Linked DNA regions of Rattus norvegicus: regions 1 and 2 are each linked to region 3. Evidence: chromatin contacts called from public Hi-C data. All regions are on one chromosome and are shown on one strand. Each heading gives the region's core, a stretch centred on a gene start, on an enhancer-like site or on the middle of the called end of the contact. The rest is flanking DNA. Distances are from core to core; before and after follow the strand shown. Region 1 has its middle 260 kb from the start of Nrg1. Region 2 has its middle 170 kb from the start of Nrg1. Region 3 has its middle 330 kb from the start of Fut10.

Evidence for each region. Hi-C and Micro-C count contacts between places; a contact is called where the count stands out from the background.
Region 1: a Hi-C map of the A7r5 cell line shows a contact between it and region 3, with 7 times the contacts expected there. The contact joins two enhancer-like sites. A contact is called at or near these places in 2 of 12 Hi-C or Micro-C datasets (the A7r5 cell line and the Rat2 cell line).
Region 2: a Hi-C map of the A7r5 cell line shows a contact between it and region 3, with 5 times the contacts expected there. The contact joins two enhancer-like sites. A contact is called at or near these places in 3 of 12 Hi-C or Micro-C datasets (the A7r5 cell line, Schwann cells and hepatocytes).

What each region holds. Positions count from the first base shown.
Region 1 is chr16:66,554,419-66,557,576 of GRCr8, reverse strand. It overlaps a transcript of Nrg1 not described here. Among named protein-coding and RNA genes, the nearest start is that of Nrg1, 260 kb to the left of the region's middle. Within about 2 kb of position 1,551, at least 3 of the 93 cell types and tissues checked have an H3K27ac peak or open chromatin away from gene starts, as enhancers often do. A contact at or near this core is called in the A7r5 cell line, where this site is marked.
Region 2 is chr16:66,638,188-66,641,048 of GRCr8, reverse strand. It overlaps a transcript of Nrg1 not described here. Among named protein-coding and RNA genes, the nearest start is that of Nrg1, 170 kb to the left of the region's middle. Within about 2 kb of position 1,463, at least 9 of the 93 cell types and tissues checked have an H3K27ac peak or open chromatin away from gene starts, as enhancers often do. A contact at or near this core is called in the A7r5 cell line, where this site is marked.
Region 3 is chr16:67,327,766-67,330,624 of GRCr8, reverse strand. No RefSeq gene overlaps it. Among named protein-coding and RNA genes, the nearest start is that of Fut10, 330 kb to the left of the region's middle. Within about 2 kb of position 1,319, at least 6 of the 93 cell types and tissues checked have an H3K27ac peak or open chromatin away from gene starts, as enhancers often do. A contact at or near this core is called in the A7r5 cell line, where this site is marked.

The DNA.
Region 1 (3,158 bases), core at 302-2,801, 770 kb after region 3:
AATATACAAATATTCATTAGATCTTAAATGGGAGCATTTTTAGTTCTTTTATATAGATGTAATAAAGTTTATTTCAGGGTTCTATAGTCTATTTAATGCCTAAGACTTCTGTTGCATGTAAACCAGTAGCTAATAAATAGTGGAATAGCCTTCACATGAGGAGAGGTGCCCAGTCTTATTGTAACTTGATATGTCACGTTTGGTTGATATTCCTGGAAGGTCTTCCTTTTCTGAAGGAGAATGCAGGAAGAGTGAGTAGGGAATGGGGAGGGGGCAGCAACTTGGAGGAGAAGAGGTAGGGGAAACTGTAGTCGGGATGCAATATATGAGAAAAGAATAAAAAAACGAAAATGAAAAAAATAAATTGTGGAATAGTGATGAAAACAGGGAATTAACTGACTTATTAGACTGTCCAGGGAAAGCCGAGATATTCTCTCTTCTACTCGTACTTGCATAGTTAGATTGAAGTATGTAGCTGTGAGAGAGCCTACAGCAGGTCTTTGGGAAGTATCCTAAAAGAAGATGCTGTTACTGGAGGAGATGATTGGCTCAGTACATGCTGCTGCTTCTGAAGCCCTTCAGGGAGGACAAGCTTTGAGGGAAGAGGACAGTGGTGTTGATGATCCTAACCTGTGTAGGCCTTAACAGTGTGCATGTGTGTGTTTGTGTGTGCGTGTTTCATGAGTGTTTGTGTATGTGGGTATGTGTTTCTGTGTATATATGTGTGTGCATTTTCATGTGTGCATGTATGGTGTGTGTGTGTGTGTGTTTGTGTGTGTGCACACACTTGCCTTATTCTGTAACAGAAGAGTTTTAAAAATAAAGTAGACAAGTAAACAAGTAGGTGATATCATACACTTTAGGTGTGGGGTCAATTGTACCATCTAGATTTGTAGACAAATACTCTGATGTCCACACATTGCCTAAGGATGTATGTTTTGTTTGTTTTAGAACACATTCCCTTGATTAAACGAGGGATCATGGTACCTGGGATTCTGAAAAGACGGCTCCTAAAGTGTAGTTATTCGCTTTCACTTCTGAACTCTGAGCAATTTTTCCCTCCCTTTCACTTGCCACTCCCCACATTGTAAAACACTAACTCACTGACCCTAATGGCCACGTACACAGATGTAAGTATGTGCTATTCCATCCCAGGCTTTACTCCGAGGGAAAGACTAGTTGTGATGTGAGGAAATTGTCGTACAAGCATTGTTCATCGGCATGTAAAAATTTCAAGATACTATCTCTGTTGCGGTGGGGGAAGAAAAAAAAAAAGAAAGAACCAAGCTGGGTGGAGAAACAGGAGGTGGAAGTGAAGAATCATAGCTGTTAATATCTGACCATGCTGAGATGCTCAGTCACAGGGACTCTGCTTGTGAATGGCGCTGACAACTTGGACAGCTGTGCATTAGCAGCTGTGCTTCCTAATTCGCACCAACCCCTGGCCTCCAAACAGTTCTCAGGGTGAAATCCATGGCCACCCTGCTCAACCCGGAGGTGGTGCTCAGCCCGGCTCTGGTTGCCTGAGTCAGCTTGTTCCTAAGAAGCCAGGCAGGAAGCAAGAGGAAAGAGGCCAGGCTGATGAATTTGAGCTTAGTCACCCAGAGGAGAAGGCTGTGAATGATTCAGGGTGCTTTGCTGGTCTATCGTTTACTTAGGTGGGAAGCTCGATGATTGTTGCAGTCTCCTGCTTCACGGGAAGAAAGTCACAAAGAATGGAGTAAAGGAAGAGTTTGGTTTTATCCACCGAGGCTCAAAACTTGCTACTTCTCAATTGCTTTAGTAATTTACCTCTACCTGCTCCTGTATAGTCAGACACTGATGCAAGCAAAACAGGTTCTTATGTCTCCCTTAAAATATTCCATGAAATTTCTAAACACACTAAATGCCACTTACTGTGTTTTTTTCCCATTTAAGGGAAGTTCCTGCAATTTTAAAAGGATGGATGTACTCATGAGAAAAAAAGAATGCTTATAACACAATTAATGCTACAGATGCATTCTCCTTTTGACTTGTGAATGAATGAAGTGGTTCTGTACCATTTGGAACAAGCTACATATAAGACTCATGAGGGTCATCACCAGGTCTTGCTCCTGGACCCACTGTGCTATGTATGAAACCACCTGAGGTGGTAATTCACGGACTGTGTGTCATTTATTCAAACAACCCAGTTCATGAGAAATGCATAAAAATCATAGGAAAGAAATAATAACCCATGGCAGAAATGCCCTCAAGTAAGGACTACCTTGCACATTCCAGAGGGGTCAGCTGGGGTCTGATTTTGTCAAATAAGCAAACAAACGAAGGGCCGGGGGAAGTCTGAATGGCTGGGTGATAGCTGCAGGACAGGTTGTGTGTGTCTGCTACTAAGGAAGGAGGAGACAAATAGGAACCAGTCATCTGGTCCCTGAGTTGCTGTCCTACATTTAGGAACTCCGTTGTTGGTTATGAAGTAGAAGCAGCTGACCATTTTGACAGAGAAGTTTTATTCCCTAAAGTCTACAATTGAATGGGGGAAAAAAAAGAATCCAGTCTTTGGACTTGCTGTTTTATCTTAATTACATCAGCAAAACTTTAGAATGGGATGTCACGCCCCACCCTGACAAAACGAAGTTATACAGTGCCACAGTATGGCTCCTCAAGATAAAAGTTATCCAGGAATGTAAAACACTTTTTTTTAAAAAAAGCTTCTGAAAGAAGAAAAATACCCAAAGCCATTTTATAACAAATTGAATTTTTATAATTGAGGACTACAAATAGTTGGATATAAAATTCAATCGCTTCTAATTTTATCTATTAACTAAGTTCAAGTGCAAAAACAAACAAACAAACAAACAAACAAACAAACAAAAAAACAAAACCAGGGCCTCCCAATAGAGTCTCTAGCATTCCTTCTGAAATGTACAGATCAGGATGAAGTGCAAACTGAACAGAGTAGCTACCCAATCCCTGTTAACCCTCGCACTAGGAAGTTAGGGTATAGTAATATACTGTTTGATTAAAAAGGAAAAATGGGTTATCCGGTTTCAGAAGTACTGGTGCACCAGGCTGCCCAGACCCTAAGCTGCTAGTACGTGAAATCCCCCTGCCTCACATCACGGCATGTTCCAGAGTCTCCACATGGGGGAACAGCCTTTGCTGCCTGTGGTCTTCTGTCT
Region 2 (2,861 bases), core at 214-2,713, 690 kb after region 3:
CCAAAACAACCAAATAACAACCAGATTCATAAATGTGGTCTCCATATATCAATCTTTTTAAACTAACCTTATCTACATAGTAAAGTGATAGGAGTCTCATTATGAGCAATATTCGGTATTCTTTTCATACTCTTTTATAATATGTACCAGTATTGGTGAGGGTTTTAGCTTGGAGGATTCAGCACATTTTTCTTGGCCTTTCAGCTCTCGATCACAACATTTAGGAAGGAGAACATGAGAAAGCATGGAGGTTAGATGGGCTCCGGAGGCCCCTTCCCCATCGAAGGAGCTATTCACAGTTTATGGTTGCTATAGTAAGTAAATTCACTTTCTTTTTGAGGTGTGGCCACTGACAGGTTGCCTGTGTCTTTGTGAATAACCCCACAGCTGTGCACATGTGGACAGTACCGGATCCAAAAATGTCTTGAAATTGGAAAGGAAGATTAAACTGGGTTTTGAATGGAGGGATTAGGTGATGGGTTTGCTTAAGATATTTTGTATGCCTCTATGAAACTAAAACAAAACACAAGTAACTACATATTTATAACCCAGGGAGGAAAACTTGCTCCCATGTTAACAATGCCCAGGACCACTCAGAGCTCAGGAGCTCTGCCAACTGTACAACAGAGAGGCACACAGAATTAATTTTTTGTTTATACATCTTAATAAAAATTGTTTTCTGAAAGGATTTGATAAGCTCATCCACATAAGTTTATAAATGGAGTCTAAGATTTAGGGAAAGATTTGCATGAACAAATCCCATCTCCCAGCCAAGTCTTAAACCTAAAACATAAAGCTGAAAATGGGGTTGTTTGGTAGCAAGTGGGTAAGTTCCTCTGACTAATGGCAGATATTACAGTATAGCATTCTGAAACTCTTAGCTAACTGTCTTTGTTTCTGTTACTTGAATTCAAATCCTCCTCACGCCTTCAATTACTGATAATTATTTCTTTACCCTCCACTTTCTTATCTCTGGAGTGGAAATAATAACACTGAATTTTCAGGCCGTCACGAGATAAATACATTCAATGTGTCCATCAACAAGTGTGCTGCTTACACGGAGGCCCGCTCTGACCCTGATTGTTGATATCTGGAGACTGTGCACTCAGCTTTCGGGATAGATTTGGGGGAATAACTTATCTATCTTTCCCCCTCTCTTTACTCAAAACATCACCATTCTTCGTCTTGCTTGTTTCTGCTAGAGAACAGAAAACAAGTCTATCAAAGTATCAAAACATTAATAATCAAATGTAACAATTACTTTGTTGGTCTTGATATACTTTCTGAATTCCAATCCGATAGCTTGCTACTCCACTTCCTTCCCATTTTACATGCCTTCGTTTTATGAAATGGGACCTTGTTAGTCACCGATTGCTAAGGAGAAAGAACTGGCAAAGTCCCTAGATCTTACATGCCTAAGGGCTATGGAATGCCACAGCTTCTGTTTTTCTTAGCTAGAAGCGATGCAAATATTTAACCATGAATCATCTGAGCCAGGACTTCCTCATGGTCACAGTGGCAGGCCTTGCAGAATCTTTCTTTTGTCAATGTCTGGATAATCTGGGGCCTCGGAGATATTTACTCAACTTCTGATCAGGCTCTGCTCCTCCTTTTCCGTGCAAGCGCCCTCTGGAAAGTATCAGCTCTTGGATTATTTTTTCTAGGATTCCACTGAGCCTTTCCATATTAGCGATAAAGTGGAAAGCTTTCATGATTTCAATCCAACACATTCTTCTGCTGTCTTTCGTTACTTAGTCAACAAGCACTGCTGAACACCTTCTGTATGCCAGCCACTAAGGACTCTAGAAAAGGTTGAAAAGGACGAGTTCCAAATAAAAGAAAACAAAGTCTGATACATGAGACAGATGAGTTTAAAGGAAGAGCTGTACTGAAGTGGAGGTTGGAAAGCATGAGATTATGTGGGGTACAGGTTATTCACTGTACATGAGGGAGACCAGGAAAGAAGATCTCAGAGAGATTTGCAAAGGAAATTGTGCTTCAGTGTCCATGAACAGAAGTGCCCGGGGGGGGGGGGGGGACGTGTGGAGACTTTATTTCAAGCTGAGGCTTGACACAACAGTAAGAATGATTGTGCCAGGCGGTGCACCTCTAATCACGGCAATCGGCAGACAGAGGCAGGTGGATCTCGGACTTTGAGCCAGAGTGGTCTAAAGAGTGAGTTCCAGGACAGCCAGGGCTACACAAAGAAATCCGGTCTGGAGGAGGGGAGAAAGAAAGAAAGAAAGAAAGAGAGAGAGAGAGAGAGAGAGAGAGAGAGAGAGAGAGAGAGAGAGAGAAAGAAGGAAGGGAGGGAGGAAGGGAGGAAGGGAGAGAGGGAGGGAGGGAGGGAGGGAGAGAGAGAGAAGAGAGAGGAGAGAGAGACAGAGAGACAGAGAAAGAAAAAAGAGAAGTAAGGAAGAGCCCTCAGCCAAAAGTAGGTGTGTAAGAACAGACCATATCCCACATATGTAGTAGTAGGCAAGAACTGGATAGTAGGCACTAAATCCCAAAGCACAGCTGTCTAGAGACAGTGGTGTTTGTGACAATGTCTTATTGTATGTTTCCTTAAGAAAAGATTTCATTAATCCATGGGAAAATTAGCTCTAATCAGATAACAATGAATAGGTAATTGTTTAATTGTATTAAGTAGTAAGTTCTTCCTCCACTTTCTATTTATTCCCTTACTCATAGAAATTATAATTAAAATATTAATAATTCTTTGCAGTCGTGTTTTTTTTCCAAAATTCTACTTTAAGTGTTTTTAAAATCTCTCATATTTACTAAAGTTGTCTCATTATGACCAGCACAACGTCAAAAGTGTAACGATTTAAGAGAACCCCTGTGTTGTTAATAAATGGATA
Region 3 (2,859 bases), core at 70-2,569:
ACTTTGAATTTTGATCTTTTCCTGGGCTTGTAATATATTCTTTGATACCCTTGTCTTGGGCAACAGCAGTGAGCTACATACAGTCAGTCATCCTGTCCTGAGGGAAAGCTATCAATACTCTACAACGAACTGTTTTGTTTTCCTAAGAATGCACTGTAGATGTGTTAAATGCATCTTTGAACTTTATAGTCTTAATAGGAGAAGCTTCCATGTAAGTCAAACATCTGAATATCACAGAATGATAGTCTCCTTCCTTTATTTAGGAATCTCTCCACAGATGTGAAATAGACTTTCCATTAGTAATTACTTAATGATTTTTATAAATATGTGTCTGGTAAAGAAAAAATCACTTTCAAATGGCCAAGCAAGTCTTCGGAAAGAATAAGAAAAACAAAACAAAATAAAACCTCAAGATAAAACATATTACAATTTCACTATCTAAAATAAAGAAAAACTCAAGTCAGGTCATATAAGAGAATTAAACAAGCTTTTCTGCGTTAAAATTTTAGTTTCGAGGAGGAAGGATTGTGGGCCCCAATTGTGGGATAGTAACTCCACAGGAAGACCAACTGAGTCATCTAACCTGGACCTTTGGAGCTCTCAGAACTCAACCACCAACCAGAGAACATACATGGGCTGGACTTAGGCCTTCCTGTGCATGTATGAATGTATATATATATATATATGTATGTATATATGTATATTTATATGTATATATGTATATATATGTATATATGTATATTTATATGTATATATGTATATATATACACACATACATATATACACACCCAGAAATTATATATATATATATAGTGGGTCTTGAACAACTGGAGCAGGGGCTATCCCAAAAGCCACTGCCTGTCTGTGGGATATGCTCTACTAGCTGGGCTGCATGTCTGGTTTCAGTGGGAGAGGATGTGCCTAGCCCTGCAAAGACTTTGAAGTGCCAGGGTAAGGGGGGTACCCAGTGAGGCCCCATCCTCTCAGAGGAGATGTTGATGGGAAGGATTGTGGGTGGGGCTTACCAAGAGGCAGATAGTGAGCAGAATATAAAGTGAATATGTTAAAAAAATAGAATTAAATTAAAAAAATTACTTTCAAACATTACTTCACAGATTGTGGAATTCAGTCCTCTCTGTTAATTAATAAACGGAGAGCATTTGAAGTCATGCCACTCTCCTGAAATCAAAGGTCAAGTAGAACATTCATTCACCTCCAGGTTTCAAGTGTTGAGTCATGCTGGCTAAAATGACCAGGGTACAGGATGGAGGGAGCGGTGGCTTCCCACCTCCTACGGGTCATGTGAGTAGTGAGTCACTCCATTCTGGCCCCAGAGAGCTCTCTAGGTATCCGAGTCAGACTTCTTTAACCAATGGCAGTCAGAGAAACTCAAGCTGCCCACTTTTAATTCAGTAGGAGAGAAAAAATGTGTGGAATGTTATTTGCCTAACTGTGACCTCAATTCCAACAACATGCCTGGGCAGGTAAAGCAGGCTCTAGCATCTGGTAGCTTGAAGCATGAAGGGTGTACTTTGCATTCTAACATTTCAAACACAGAAGTACTTGCCATGAGAAAATCTCCCCTGTGCTGATAAGGATAGCATACCATGGAATTAGGGGTTTTTGTTTGTTTTTTTTTTTTGTTTTTTTTTTTGTTTTTTTTTTTTTTTAATTAATCCAGTCTAGCAGAGTGTGTGCTATCAAATAACATCTTTTCTAAGAAGTGACAAATCTTGTCTTTGAGAACAGGTTTGGGTCCTATAAACAGACCAAATGCAGGGAGGGAACAAAGAGTTACTTTAGAAATCTGAAGAATCAGAAAAGTGAAAACTCCATGACTAAAATCCTTTTTTAAAAATTATTATTATTATTGTTATTTATTATTATTATTATTAAAAAATCTAGTTTCTTTATTTTCCACACTTCTCCTGACTGAGCTGATGGCAGACTGAGGCTGAAAGCTGTTTTTGTGAATCTGATTTGGTACTGTGTGTGTCCTCTCACAGAAGGTTCACTCCTTGCTGACAACACAGCCAGGTAGACTCTAAGCTGTCAGCTTGGTTATGCTTTCGAGGGACCTGGTTCTCTCTACCTGGATAGACACATGTGAGGATGCCCAGATCTAAGAGCAGGGCTTTCGTGTCCCTTTCCTTAAAAAGATCACTTAAATTTATCCTGTTGACATTGAATCTGGAATCATATGCAATGTGCTTTTTTTAAAAAAACAAAACAAAACAAATCATCTAGTGCTCTAGAAATATATGGATTATTTTTATTAAAGCAAAATTTATTTTCATTTGTAGTAATTGACTTAAAGTAAACATGAGGAAAGACTGAATGGAAAGATACCATCTATGGAGAACTGACTTAGTCAGTCTTGGTCTTCTTCAATGCTAACATTACATTTGGACTTACACAGGGAAAAAGAAAAATTTTACAGATAAAAATCTGTGTCATCGCCACTGCTATTCTTTGACTTGGAAATGTGTAGCAGCTTCTAGAGAAAGCTAGATGGAAGCTCTAGGGTGTTCACTTTAACTCCTTCAGTGGCAGGTCACCACCATTACTGTGTTTAAATGTTAAGTGAAGCTCTTATCATAGATGGAGAATTTGTTAGTCAGCATCAGAATGTTAACAAAGGCTATGTCATAAGAACATGAGAGGGCTTTCCTCAGAATATGAATTCATAACAAGCCATGATGTAACTTTGAACTCTATACCAAACCAGCCGTATGTGATAAGCTATATATGGTATCTCACATATATAGATTATATAGCCTTTATGTATGAATATTTCTATATTTTTATCCATGTCTATAAATTTGGACAAGATTTGGGGGACAATTCTTTCTCTTATTC